Linked DNA regions of Mus musculus: regions 1, 3 and 4 are each linked to region 2. The links are chromatin contacts, called in public promoter capture Hi-C maps. All regions are on one chromosome and are shown on one strand. The core of a region is the stretch at or near the end of the contact, and the rest is flanking DNA. Distances in the headings are between cores, read along the strand shown. Region 1 holds the start of Ankrd28 (ankyrin repeat domain 28). Region 2 holds the start of Galnt15 (polypeptide N-acetylgalactosaminyltransferase 15). Region 3 holds the start of Ncoa4 (nuclear receptor coactivator 4). Region 4 has its middle 16 kb from the start of Gm36164.

Region 1 (2,700 bases), core at 88-2,587, 200 kb after region 2:
TTATGGGGCTAAAGAGTTGTTTTTAATAATAGCATTATAATAAACTGACAGTCCTGGCACTGATCCCCATTTTTCTAGACTGCCATTAGGCTCAAATCGATTCTCTAAATAAAGTCTGTCCCAAGAGACACACCAATGCAGGGAAAAGATGAGGTTTGGTTTTGTTTTTTAAACCAACCCGATATCTCACGTTTGTGTTCTAACCATCTGTACCTTTTATTAATCAGGGGCTGGAGCCGCCCAGGCTGACAGACACAGGAGAACAACAATCTTCTCCCACACAAGCCTGGAATGGTAACAGTGTGCGGCTGCCTAAGAAAGAAAAGCCTTTTCTGAGCTGTGGGTTGGCGTGGGTGTGTGTGCCAGGGCGAGGGAGTCATTCCTCTTCTCCATCCAAGGATGCTATTTATTGAAAATCCTGCACATCTTTTTGAAAAAATTGATTTCTTTCAAGTGGGAGGCAAAAACCCTTTTGATGATAAAGAAGAAAGGGGGAAAAAAAACACATGCAAGATTGAAAGGGGCGCTTTGGAGAGAAATGTTCCGCGGTCACAACCTGTTCAGGCTATGAAGACCACACCCTTCAGTCTCGCGTGCCAGCAGTCCCCCGGTGACCACGTCTCCCCCAAAGCCCGCGGAGACATTCTCACTCTCGCTCCACGTGCGAGTCCGGTTCCCCGCTGCCCTCGCTACTCTGTTGAAAGCAGCATCGGCCCGGAGGTCTCCCTGGCTCGCACCGGCTCCGGCTGCCTTCTCCGCACCTGACTGAGCTGAGCTTGTGCACGCCACCTCCACGTGCCATCCCGGGCCGTTACCCGGTACCCAGTTTCCGTCCCTCCCCACCTCCAGTCCGGGCTCCGCCCACCGCGCCCGGGGCGCGCGCCCAGACGCCCCGCCACCTGGCCCGCCCGCTCCGCGCGCCGCCGCTTCCTGTGCCCCGCCCCTCCCTCCGCGGAGAGGCGGAGCCCGGGAGCGAGCGAGCGCGGTGGCGTGGCCAATGGGCGCTCGGCTTACTCTGGCCTCTCCCCCGCGCGGCCGCCAATCGCGGCGGGCGGTGGTGGTAATATTGTGGAGTGGAGTTTGGATGCCGCCGCGGCCGCGGGCTGGAGCGGCGCGGCGGCGGGGGCTGCTGGGGTATTTCGGGAAGGGGGTGTGAGGCGGCGGCGAAGGCGGCGGCTGCGTGTGGGAGGTGGCTGAGAGCTAGAGGGAGAGAGCGAGAGAAAGGACGGAAGAAAGAGGGCGGGAGTCCTTGGAGGAGGCGGGACCGGCGGGGCTCTTCGCGGCGGCGGCGGCGGCGGGCGGCCGGGGAGGCGGCGCCGCCCCCTGCCCGCGCTCTCTTCAACGTAGCCGGCCACCTACCCGCCGGGCGCGGGTAGTGGCCGAACAGCGGCGACCGCCATGGCGTTCCTCAAACTCCGCGACCAGGTAGGTGAGGGGCGGCGGGGCGGGATCGCGCCACCGAGGAGTCGGAGGAGGGTGGACCAGCGGCGTGGGCCGCCCGGGCGCCCTGTCGGCGCGGTGGCAGCGAGGGAAGAGGGTGTCCCGGGTCGGCAGCCGTGCGGGCCGTCCGCCTGTCAGTGCAGCCCCAGCTCCGAGAAACCCACGTGCCGCCGGGGGATCGCGGCCGCCGCCACAGGGGCGGGTTCTGCGCTCGCCGCCCTCGCGTCCGGCGCGCTGCCGGGTAGGCGCCTCCTCTTTCCTGCCAGGTGAGGCTCGGGCCTAACAGGTGGCTTTGCGGTGCGGAGTCGGAGCGGGGCAGGCGGCGGCCGTGACCTGGGGTCACGACCTTGCCCTCGGGTTCGCTTCGCGGGGCGGTTCACGGTCCACCGCACCGTCTCTGCGGAGAGGTAGTGGCGGTCGAAAGCAAACCCACCGGTGCCGATGGATTCTGCTGGGGACTGGTTGTTACGGTGCATATTCCCAGGCTGGTTTTCTCTTGGCATATTCTGCACCATCTTGGTTTAGTTTTCCTGACTTAGGAAGAGCTTGTCAAAGAACACCTGAAGTGCTCAGAAGACTGCAGTACACTGTGGGCTGGGAAAAATAACTCTGTATCTACCAATGAAATCGCAACTATGTCTGAATGAACGCTTGTTACCCTTTTAAAAAGGCGAGAAGGTGAATTACCAGACGCTCCCCAGTGTTTGTCTCTTTTAAAGAAAAGGGAAAGTAACGAGTGGATTTTACGGAGTCGCGGGAACCTATTAATGCTTGAGTACCCCTTTTGCCATTGTTTTTCTGAATAGGAGATACTGAACAGATTTGAAGGGAAACCAATCAGAAAGTGGGCACAAGCTTAACAAAAACGATAGGGAAAAACTTAATGTTTTATGTCATTTTCTACCAATTAAAACTTAAGTTCTGAGTCTAGCTAATGTCAATTCTCACTTAAAAAGTGAATATTCTACTTAGGCTGAATGCTGACTTTTAGTATCATTTGGTATCAGCAGAATTTTAGCTGATATTAACAATAGGGCATGATACTTTGAAAAACTCTGGTTGATAAGTTTGTATTTCAAAATCTGTGAATAACTTTACTGTTCAACATGTTCCATTAGCTACACATAGAATCTTTGAGTTGATTAAAATTAAGAAAGCACAGTTTCTCAGTTGTGCTAGTCAAAAGCACACTTTTCAAAAGTGCTCACCAGCCACAGGTAGCAAAACCTTTCATTGCACAAAGTTGTCAGGAAAAAACAA
Region 2 (2,700 bases), core at 69-2,568:
ACTGCCCTGGAGTCAGCATGAGAGAGAGATGGAAGGTTCCTCGAAGCTTCTGCTCCCATCTCACTGTGTGACCTAGGGGGACTAAAGGCAGGCCTGGGAAGAGAATGAACGAATGAGATCGTCCCTCCCTCGGGACTTGTTAGTAGCTCATCAGTGACTCTGGGGCTTCTGACTGAGCAGGTCTGAGACAGGATTTGAGGATCTCCAATTCAGGCACTTCATCAGCCAGGCTGATATCTGGCCCCAGGGCCCACATCTTAAGGAGCACTGTCCTAAGGGAGCACTGTCCTAAGGATGGGAGAGGCAGACTGCAGAGTTGGCACCTGGGACTTTACTACCACTGAGTCACACGCTTAGACTGGAGAAGAGATGGCAGGGCCCTTACTTACAGTGGGTGTCGCACCTCGGGCAGGACTCTCCTCAGGGGCAGGCGGGCACTGAGTGGCTTGTTGAGGCCATCTGAGTCCGGGCCAAGTGGGGTCAGCACCTCTTCTGATTCCTCCCCATCCTCTTCGGTCCTCCAGTCCTTTTCCAGGGCTTCCTCATCCCATCTCCTGCTCCTGTGTTTGATGAACTGGTAGCTGCCCTGTCTCCTGCCCTGGCTCTGACTCCTCCTAGCTCTGGGTGAGGCCACGGCCACCAGCAGTTGATCCTCCTGCAGGGAGATGAAGGATGGCAGGCCATCCAAGAGACTGTACTCATCACCTTCAGTCTCAGCCTCCAGGACCCACTCCTGAGAGTCTCCAAAGTCCAGGCGGTACCCCGTGTCAGGGCTGTGTTTGCTGGCCTGAGCTGTGACAGCCTGGTGCAGGGTGGGCGGGGGAGGATGCAGCAGGATCACCATCATCAGGACACATCCCAGAGTCAGGAAGAGTAGGAGGAACTGAAGCCTGGAACGTCCACTCCTGGGTCGCTTCCTCGGGAGCATGTCGCAGCCACTCGCCACGAAGCAACAGGTCCTGATCAAGTTTGCTTCCTCCTTGCTATCCAGGTACCTTCAAGCTCGAAACTGAACCTGGGCTGTTCATTCCAGCTAAAAGGCTTTTTGCCATCCACCTGCACCTCTTATCCCACCAGACGTTTGCTAACGTCTATATGCTAACGTAGCATTTATAAGACCCACTGCCCTCTAGAATCAGAAAGCCACCAGAGCCTGGGCTCCTGGGTCCTCTCTGAGTGTTAGCTGTCTTCTGAGAAGGGTCTCCGGTTGTTGGCTCCTCTCTCACCCTGCTCTTGTCCATCCTGCTCTGGTGATTAGCCCATGTTCTTTCCCCCTCTGCATGAGTGGTCAGGTTCTACAAGCTGTCTGGGGCGAGTTGCTGGGGGATTCAGTCAAGCCAAGATGACAGACATCCTCCTTGGGATGCCTTGAGTCAGGTCAGAGCAACAGATGTAAAGCCGGCAGGCACGGTCGGGGTTTCCTTTCACACATACCTCCAGCTCTGCAGGAACCCTCTGCCAGATAGGACAGGGAGCCAAGTGTGCGTCTCGCTCCTGGTCCTAATGCCCCCGTGTTCCCAGGCTTTGCACAGCCACACAGCGTCACCCCAAGAGCCGATCCAAAACAGCAACCTCCCAGGAGTTCAGACTTGAGCACCATTCATAGGGAGGCATCCTCTCCCCACCCAGAAGAGCAGGAAGGAGAATTCCCTTCTGGTTTGGACAGGCTGCCAAGGTGACGCAGATGCCAGGAGCCAGCTGCCTGTCAGCACCTTCAATCTCCCAAGGCAATCTGCCTGGCTCCTTCCTGGGGCCCCACTAGCCTTTCCTTTCTAAAAGTGAGGAGCAGAGGGAGCCCTTGTAAGTCTGGCTACCTGGCTTCCTCAGAAGCACCTGGAGGCTGATGGAGGACAGGCATACTTCAAGCTCTTTCAGTCTTCAAACTCCATTTAGCTTGTACACACATAATGAGCAGCTGCCGGCCATATGCCCCCAACTGTTCCCTGGGCCAGGAGTATAACAGAGAATGAAGTCAAACTGGGACCTCCGGGTGCTTACATGACAGTGAGGGAGATGGAGAGATGGTCTGTTAGTGTCTGGAGGTCAGACTATGTCAAGGGCCAAGGGGGAGGGGCAGGGGGCGGGGGGCGGGGACGAGGCAGAGATGGGAGCTGGGGAATATGGGCTGGAGGTTAAAAATCAATCTGAAGTGGCACTGTGTGTTTCCTAGAAGAACCAGCATCTGTGTAATGGGGAGAGTCACAGAAGGAGTAACAAAGGCGAGGCTCTGAAAGGAGTGGGTCTGGTATAGGGAACAGCGGGCCAGAGCATAGCAGGCCAATCGCACTGTGATGGAGCCACTATAGGTGAGGAAGCACAAAGGAAGGGAGATAAGGAGGGCATGGTTGGAGCAGAGGCAAAAGGAGACATGACAGGAGGCAGAGCATGGTGGGCGGTGGATTACTGAGAAGTAAGGCATGCTGGGAGATGGAGCATAATGGGAAATGGGGCACAATGAGAGATGGCACAGGGCAGCGGGCATGACGGGAGGTGAAGAGCAGTCAGAGGCAGCGCAATGGGAGGGAGCATGGAGCAATGGGAGTGAAGGAAAACGGAGATGGAACATGGTTGTGTGACGGACACACGTCCCCAGAAAAGAATCCCACAGCAGACCAAAGTAATGACTGCACCAAAGTCGTTTGGTGGGTCATGAGTTTTAATTGGGGTTACTAACAGGAGTATGGGTCAGGGGTTACAGGA
Region 3 (2,700 bases), core at 175-2,674, 130 kb before region 2:
AATCACCTGGGTGTGGTGGCACGTACGTCTGTAAACCCAGCAGAGCCAACAGGATCCCTGCAGCCAGTCTCAAGCAAACTAAACAAACCAGGCTGGAGAGATGGCCCAGTGGTTATCAAAGGGCCAGAGTTCAGTTCTTAGGGCCCACATCAGGTGACTCACAATGGCTTGTAAGGGGATCTGACACTCTTCTTAAACAAACAAAAAAATCCACAGAGCAAATCAAGCGACCTGCTGAGCAGTACAAATTAGTCTCCTGTTTGTCACACAGGATGAAATTCTTTCCAATGTTCTAATGTACTTTAAAAGTTCAGAAACATCACAGTGGGATGCTAACGGAGAACCAACAGCCTTACCTGTCCCATACACACCCAGGGAAGTAACTCAAAAGGTCTATGACCATACTCCAAATTACCAAGTGGGTGGAAAGTCAAGTCCTTCCAAAAGGACGCCAGGGTGGCAGGCCCTTACCTACTAAACAACACTAGCAGGAGAGCTGTGTGCAGGAGGGTCAGATAACTCCAGCCCCTCTGACTTGTCATTCTTGAGCCATCCTCCCAAGTTCCAGCCTGTAGCACTTAAACCCATACTGTTCCCACCGCAAGGGCTAAGTCACATCAGGGCCGGGAGCACGTCCACTTCTTTACATTACTATATCCTCAGTACCCTAAGCATATAGCAAATGAACGCCCGAGCTATGAATTAATGATTCTGCAAGCTCTCTCTTCTCATCAGCTGAAGGGACGAATCAAACGATTTAAAGGGACTGCTGGGAGAAGGAAACGGATAGTGGGCCTCCAGAAGTCATTCCACCTTGCCAAACCACTAGGAATAGGGGCAAATGTGCACTGGGTCAGTAATGGAAACCAGGCCCGCCTGGGACCAGAGAAACAGGGCTGTCACCGCTATAAACCCAGAGGACAGTCAGGGCAATGTAGGGAAAGGGATGGAAGAGAAGCATTCAGGCTGCAATCGTGGCCCAGGAACGAAACATGTCGACAGGACAGAGGAGAGAAGACAGATCCAGCGCTTGGGCATGAAGGAAAAGTGGTAGCGTCGGGACGAGGGGAGGGAGAGGAGCTCTGGCCTGGCGCGACGCGGGGACTGGAGAGGCGATCACAGCAGACGTGACCTGGGGAAGGGAAGGGCCATTGGGCCCCGCGTGCAGGCAGGTGGGATGGTGGTCCCGGACCCGAGGGTCGGGAAGAATGGAGGGGAGGGCAGGACAGGCCACAGGCCGGAGCGAAGAAGGGCACAGGGCAGAAGAGGAAGCGCGCCCGCCGGCCACTCTCGTCCTTACCGGCTGGCAGCGCTCCTTCCGGTGATCCGAGCGGACCTTAGACCGACCCAGACACTTAGCCGTGGAAGGATCCGGACCCTGAAGACAGAGTTCTCGCGATAGGATGGCCTCCCTACCACGCTTCTCGGTAGTGTTCTGACAGTCTCGCGAGATTTCCTTCCGCGCCTGCGCAAAGTCTTCTTAGAGCTCAACGTGGAGGCATGCAGTAACACTCCCTGCCCTTAGTCTGGATCATTTTCGTGCCTATCAGTAAGTCTCTAATCCCAGCACTCCGGAGGCAGAGGCAGAGGCAGGCGGATTTCTGAGTTCGAGGACAGCCTGGTCTACAGAGTGAGTTCCAGGACAGCCAGGGCTACACAGAGAAACCCTGTCTTGAAAAAAAAAAAAAAAAGCACTTCCTGTTCTTGCAGAGGACCCAGTTTTGGTTCCCAGCCACCTACAGGATGGCTCACAACCACCCATACCTCCTGGTTCCAGTGCCTTCTGACCTCCAAGGGCACCAGGCGTGCACACGGTACAGATGTATATATGCAGGCAAAAAAGAGTCATGCAAATAAAGAAAATAAACTCTTTTTTTCCTCTGGGGTTTGTGGTGGTTTGAGTAAGAATGGCCCTCTCGGGCTCACGTGTTTGAATGCTTACTGATGAGAAGATGGCTCTACTTAGAGTGAGTGTCCTTGTTGGGGTGGGTGTGGCTTTGGGGGAGGAAGTATGTCACTGGGGGTTGGCTTTGAGGCTTCAGAAGTCCAAGCCAGGCTTAGTGGCTCACTCTTTCTTTCTGCTGCATGTGGATCTGGATGTAGTACTCTGAGCTACTTCTGCCTGCAGGCCACCCTGCTTTATGCCATGCTGATAATGGACAAAGCCTCTGAAATGGTAAAGATGGCCCAGGCAAATGCTTCCTTTTGTAAGAGTTGCCATGGTCATGGTGTCTCTTCACAGCAATAAAACAGTGACTAAGACAAGGCTGATGGGCTTTATAACTTAGGAAAAACATGCTACATTTTTTTTTAAATATTGAGTAAATAAATGTCAGAATTAATGTTACAGTTTCAAGTCAGTGTATTTTAGCTGGTCTGTATGCCACACCTAACTGACCCTAGAGCTAGGCCCCACCACCCACAGAAGTCCGGCTTCTGAGTTTCCTGTCAGACTGCGTGAGGTCTAGAGAGCCCCTTCTCCAGTATCTCTAACCTGTTCTAACCTTATGCAAACACAGTGTGATGTGGGGACTCGATAAAGAGGGGGTACCTAAGTAACTGGAAGGAAGGATAAATGAGAGTACCAGGGACAAAGAAGAAGTCTGGTTTCATCATGAACACACATGCTTTTTTCCATTGTAAAGCAGAAACAGATGGTTCTGAGCCACCATGTGGTTGCTGGGAACTCAGAACCTCTGG
Region 4 (2,700 bases), core at 192-2,691, 130 kb after region 2:
TCATCAGAGAGACTGCCTCCAGAAGATCAGGCTGTAGGCAAGCTTGTAGGGCATTTTCTTAGTTAGTGATTCGTGCTAGAGTATCCAGCCCTGTTGTGGGTGGTGCCACCGATGAACCAGCCTGTCTTCATCTTAGTCTTAATAGGCATCTTACAGTAAAGATAAAATAGGCTCATCCCTGTTTATGATTAAGCCTCTGTTTCCTCAAGGGTGGACTCTAGCCCACATGTAACCCTAACTAAAAACGGTTCCATACTGCCTGGCTCAGGAAACAGCAACCATGTCTTCGTTTTGAACCTCATTACAACCATTCTGCAACCTTCCCTTTATTTCAAAAGGTTGTTATGATTACGTGTTGTTATGACGACGTCTTGTTACGACCACCTTGCAATCATGTCTTTGTTTCAGCAGATTGTTTTTTTGTTTTGTTGGTTTTTGTTTTTTTTTTTTTTTTTGGTTTTTCGAGACAGGGTTTCTCTGTGTAGCCCTGGCTGTCCTGGAGCTCACTCTGTAGACCAGGCTGGCCTCGAACTCAGAAAACCGCCTGCCTCTGCCTCCCGAGTGCTGGGATTAAAGGCGTGCGCCACCACGCCCGGCTCAGCAGGTTGTTATGACTAACTTGGTACGCTTATGTTCTGCTTCTTCAACTCCGCCTTCTTCAACTCTGCCTTCTTCAACTCCGCCTATTTTGCCCACCAAATCCCCCATTTAGAAACCCCCTACCCTTGAGCTATAAAAACTTTGTCTTCCTCAAATCCAATGTTGATCTCTTGAGCTCTGCTTTTAGGGAGAGACAGCTTGTGTACAGGGATTAAAAAAAAAAGCTTGCTTTAATTAATTTGGCCATGATGATTTGAGTCTGTGGTCTTTCTTCTCACATCTTTAGGGTTAAGAGTCAACCCTGGGCTGCTGGTCCTGGGTTCTATAAGAAAGCGGGCTAAGAAAGCCATGGGGGGAGCTCATAAGCAGCACCTCTCTGGCCTCTGCATCAGCTCCTGACTCCAGGTTTCTGCCCTGCCTGAGCTACTGCCCTCACTACTTTGATGATAAACTGCTCTATGGAATTATGAGTGAAATAACCCTTTCCCCTCCAAGTTGCTTTGGTCATGGTGTTTCATCACTGCGCTAGTATCCCTAACTAAGACCACCCCATTCTCTCTCACTCATGCATTTTAAATGCTTGTATCTAGGATCCTACTTATTAAGATGGTCTTCCCTGTTGGACCAGTGTCCCATGGCTGCTTTAACAAAGAATTGCATATTTGGTGGTTTCCAACAACACGAATGTGTTCTCTAACAGCCCTGGAGGCCAGAGATCCAAAGTTGACTTCACTGAGCTAAAATCAAGGTGTCCACAGGGCCTGGCTCCCTCCATAGGCTCCAGGGAAGAGTGGGGTTTCTGGGCAATGGCAGCTCCCAGAGCTGCATTCCTTACATACCTTGGCTCTGGGTCAGCAGGTCACTGTCACTTTGAGCTGATGTGCTTCCTTTGTCTTTTTGTAAGGATGTGATTAGCAACCCCTGATGACAGAGGACAACACCTCCATCTCAGCACACTTTGATCACATTGGGGGGGGGGGGAGAGAAAGAGAGAGAGAGAGAGAGAGAGAGAGAGAGAGAGAGAATGTATGTATGTATGTAAGTGTGATGTGCAGAGGCCAGAGGTTGGCATTAGATAGTTTTCCTCTATCATTCTCCACCTTTATTTTGAGGCAGGATCTCTTGCTAAGCTGGCCATTCTGTCTCTCGCAGAGACCCAAAATCCTGACCCCATCTAGCTTCTATTCTATTGAAGAGAGATAAACGTTTTCTTAATGAAAATAAAATAAAAATATTGTGTCTTAGTCAGGATTTCTATTCCTGCAACGAAACACCATGACCAGAAAGCAAGTTGGGGGAGAAAGGGCTTATTTGACTTACACTTTCAGATCATAGTCCATCACTAGAGGAAGTCAGGACAGAACTCAAGCAGGGCTGGAACCTGGTTATGAGCTGATGCAGAGGCCATGGAGGATGCTGCTTACTGGCTTGCTTCCCCTGGCTTGCTCAGCCTGCTTTCTTACAGAACCCAGGACTACCAGGATTACCAGCTCGTGGATGACACTGCCCACAGCAGGCTGGGCCCTCCTCCATGGATCACTAACTGAGAAAATGCCTTACAGCTGGATCTCATGAAGGCATTTCCTCTACTGAGACTTTATTTCTGTGATGACTTCCGCTTGTGGCAAGTTGACAAGCCTGTGCACTGAGTTAAAAAGAAATAGCTGCTAAGGGAGAAACAAGTGAACAGGGTATAGATTTGAATGTAACAGAAGGAGATAGAGATAGCTGAAATTTAAAAAGAGGCCTTCAGGATGGGCCTCATGGGGAATGACATTTGATAAAGCCTTACAGGAATTTTAGGTTATTATCTGGCAAAAGAGCCTTCTACATAGAGGGAACTATCACTGCAAAGGCCCTGAGGTCTACATGTCAGAGAGCAGAGAGAAGAGCTCCCAGAGACTTCTGAGTAGGGGAATGACAAAATCTGGCTTTCAAGGGCTCGCTTGCCTCGCGCTGTGAAATACAGCCACACAGCCACACAGAGAGCTAATTCCATAGCACATGCGCACGCGCGTGCGTGCATGTGTGTTTTGTTTTGTTTTGTTTTGTTTTGTTTTCTGAGACAGAGTTTCTCTGTATAGCCCTGGCTGTCCTGGA

The links. Promoter capture Hi-C pulls out the DNA fragments that hold promoters and counts their contacts. Capture Hi-C pulls out chosen DNA fragments and counts their contacts.
Region 1: a contact with region 2 is called in a promoter capture Hi-C map of adipose tissue. The contact joins the promoter of Ankrd28 here to the promoter of Galnt15 in region 2. A contact is called at or near these places in 16 of 39 promoter capture datasets (the C10 cell line, the HPC-7 cell line, HPC-7-derived erythroid cells and 10 more), 5 of 484 Hi-C or Micro-C datasets (the N1E-115 cell line, cerebral cortex, embryonic cerebral cortex and 2 more), 23 of 115 datasets of contacts at active chromatin or transcription factors (the 230-238 cell line, SST interneurons, bone marrow-derived macrophages and 14 more) and 3 of 9 other capture datasets (adipose tissue, liver and macrophages).
Region 3: a promoter capture Hi-C map of the SN4741 cell line shows a contact between it and region 2, with 2.7 times the contacts expected there. The contact joins the promoter of Ncoa4 here to the promoter of Galnt15 in region 2. A contact is called at or near these places in 1 of 39 promoter capture datasets (the SN4741 cell line) and 1 of 9 other capture datasets (adipose tissue).
Region 4: a contact with region 2 is called in a promoter capture Hi-C map of embryonic stem cells, with 3 times the contacts expected there. The contact joins the enhancer-like site here to the promoter of Galnt15 in region 2. A contact is called at or near these places in 10 of 39 promoter capture datasets (3T3-L1-derived adipocytes, embryonic stem cells, frontonasal cranial neural crest and 6 more), 2 of 484 Hi-C or Micro-C datasets (bone marrow-derived macrophages and embryonic stem cells), 3 of 115 datasets of contacts at active chromatin or transcription factors (differentiating embryonic stem cells and embryonic stem cells) and 3 of 9 other capture datasets (adipose tissue, embryonic stem cells and pancreatic islet).

What each region holds. Positions count from the first base shown.
Region 1 is chr14:31,829,052-31,831,751 of GRCm38.p6, reverse strand. It overlaps Ankrd28 (ankyrin repeat domain 28), which reads left to right and starts at 1,337. Exons shown (of 28, transcript NM_001024604.2): 1 at 1,337-1,425. The coding sequence starts at 1,399.
Region 2 is chr14:32,027,721-32,030,420 of GRCm38.p6, reverse strand. It overlaps Galnt15 (polypeptide N-acetylgalactosaminyltransferase 15), which reads right to left and starts at 1,318. Exons shown (of 10, transcript NM_030166.3): 1 at 390-1,318. The coding sequence starts at 928.
Region 3 is chr14:32,158,611-32,161,310 of GRCm38.p6, reverse strand. It overlaps Ncoa4 (nuclear receptor coactivator 4), which reads right to left and starts at 1,424. Exons shown (of 10, transcript NM_001033988.2): 1 at 1,301-1,424.
Region 4 is chr14:31,895,437-31,898,136 of GRCm38.p6, reverse strand. No RefSeq gene overlaps it. Among named protein-coding and RNA genes, the nearest start is that of Gm36164, 16 kb to the left of the region's middle. Within about 2 kb of position 1,441, at least 15 of the 459 cell types and tissues checked have an H3K27ac peak or open chromatin away from gene starts, as enhancers often do. A contact at or near this core is called in differentiating embryonic stem cells and embryonic stem cells, where this site is marked.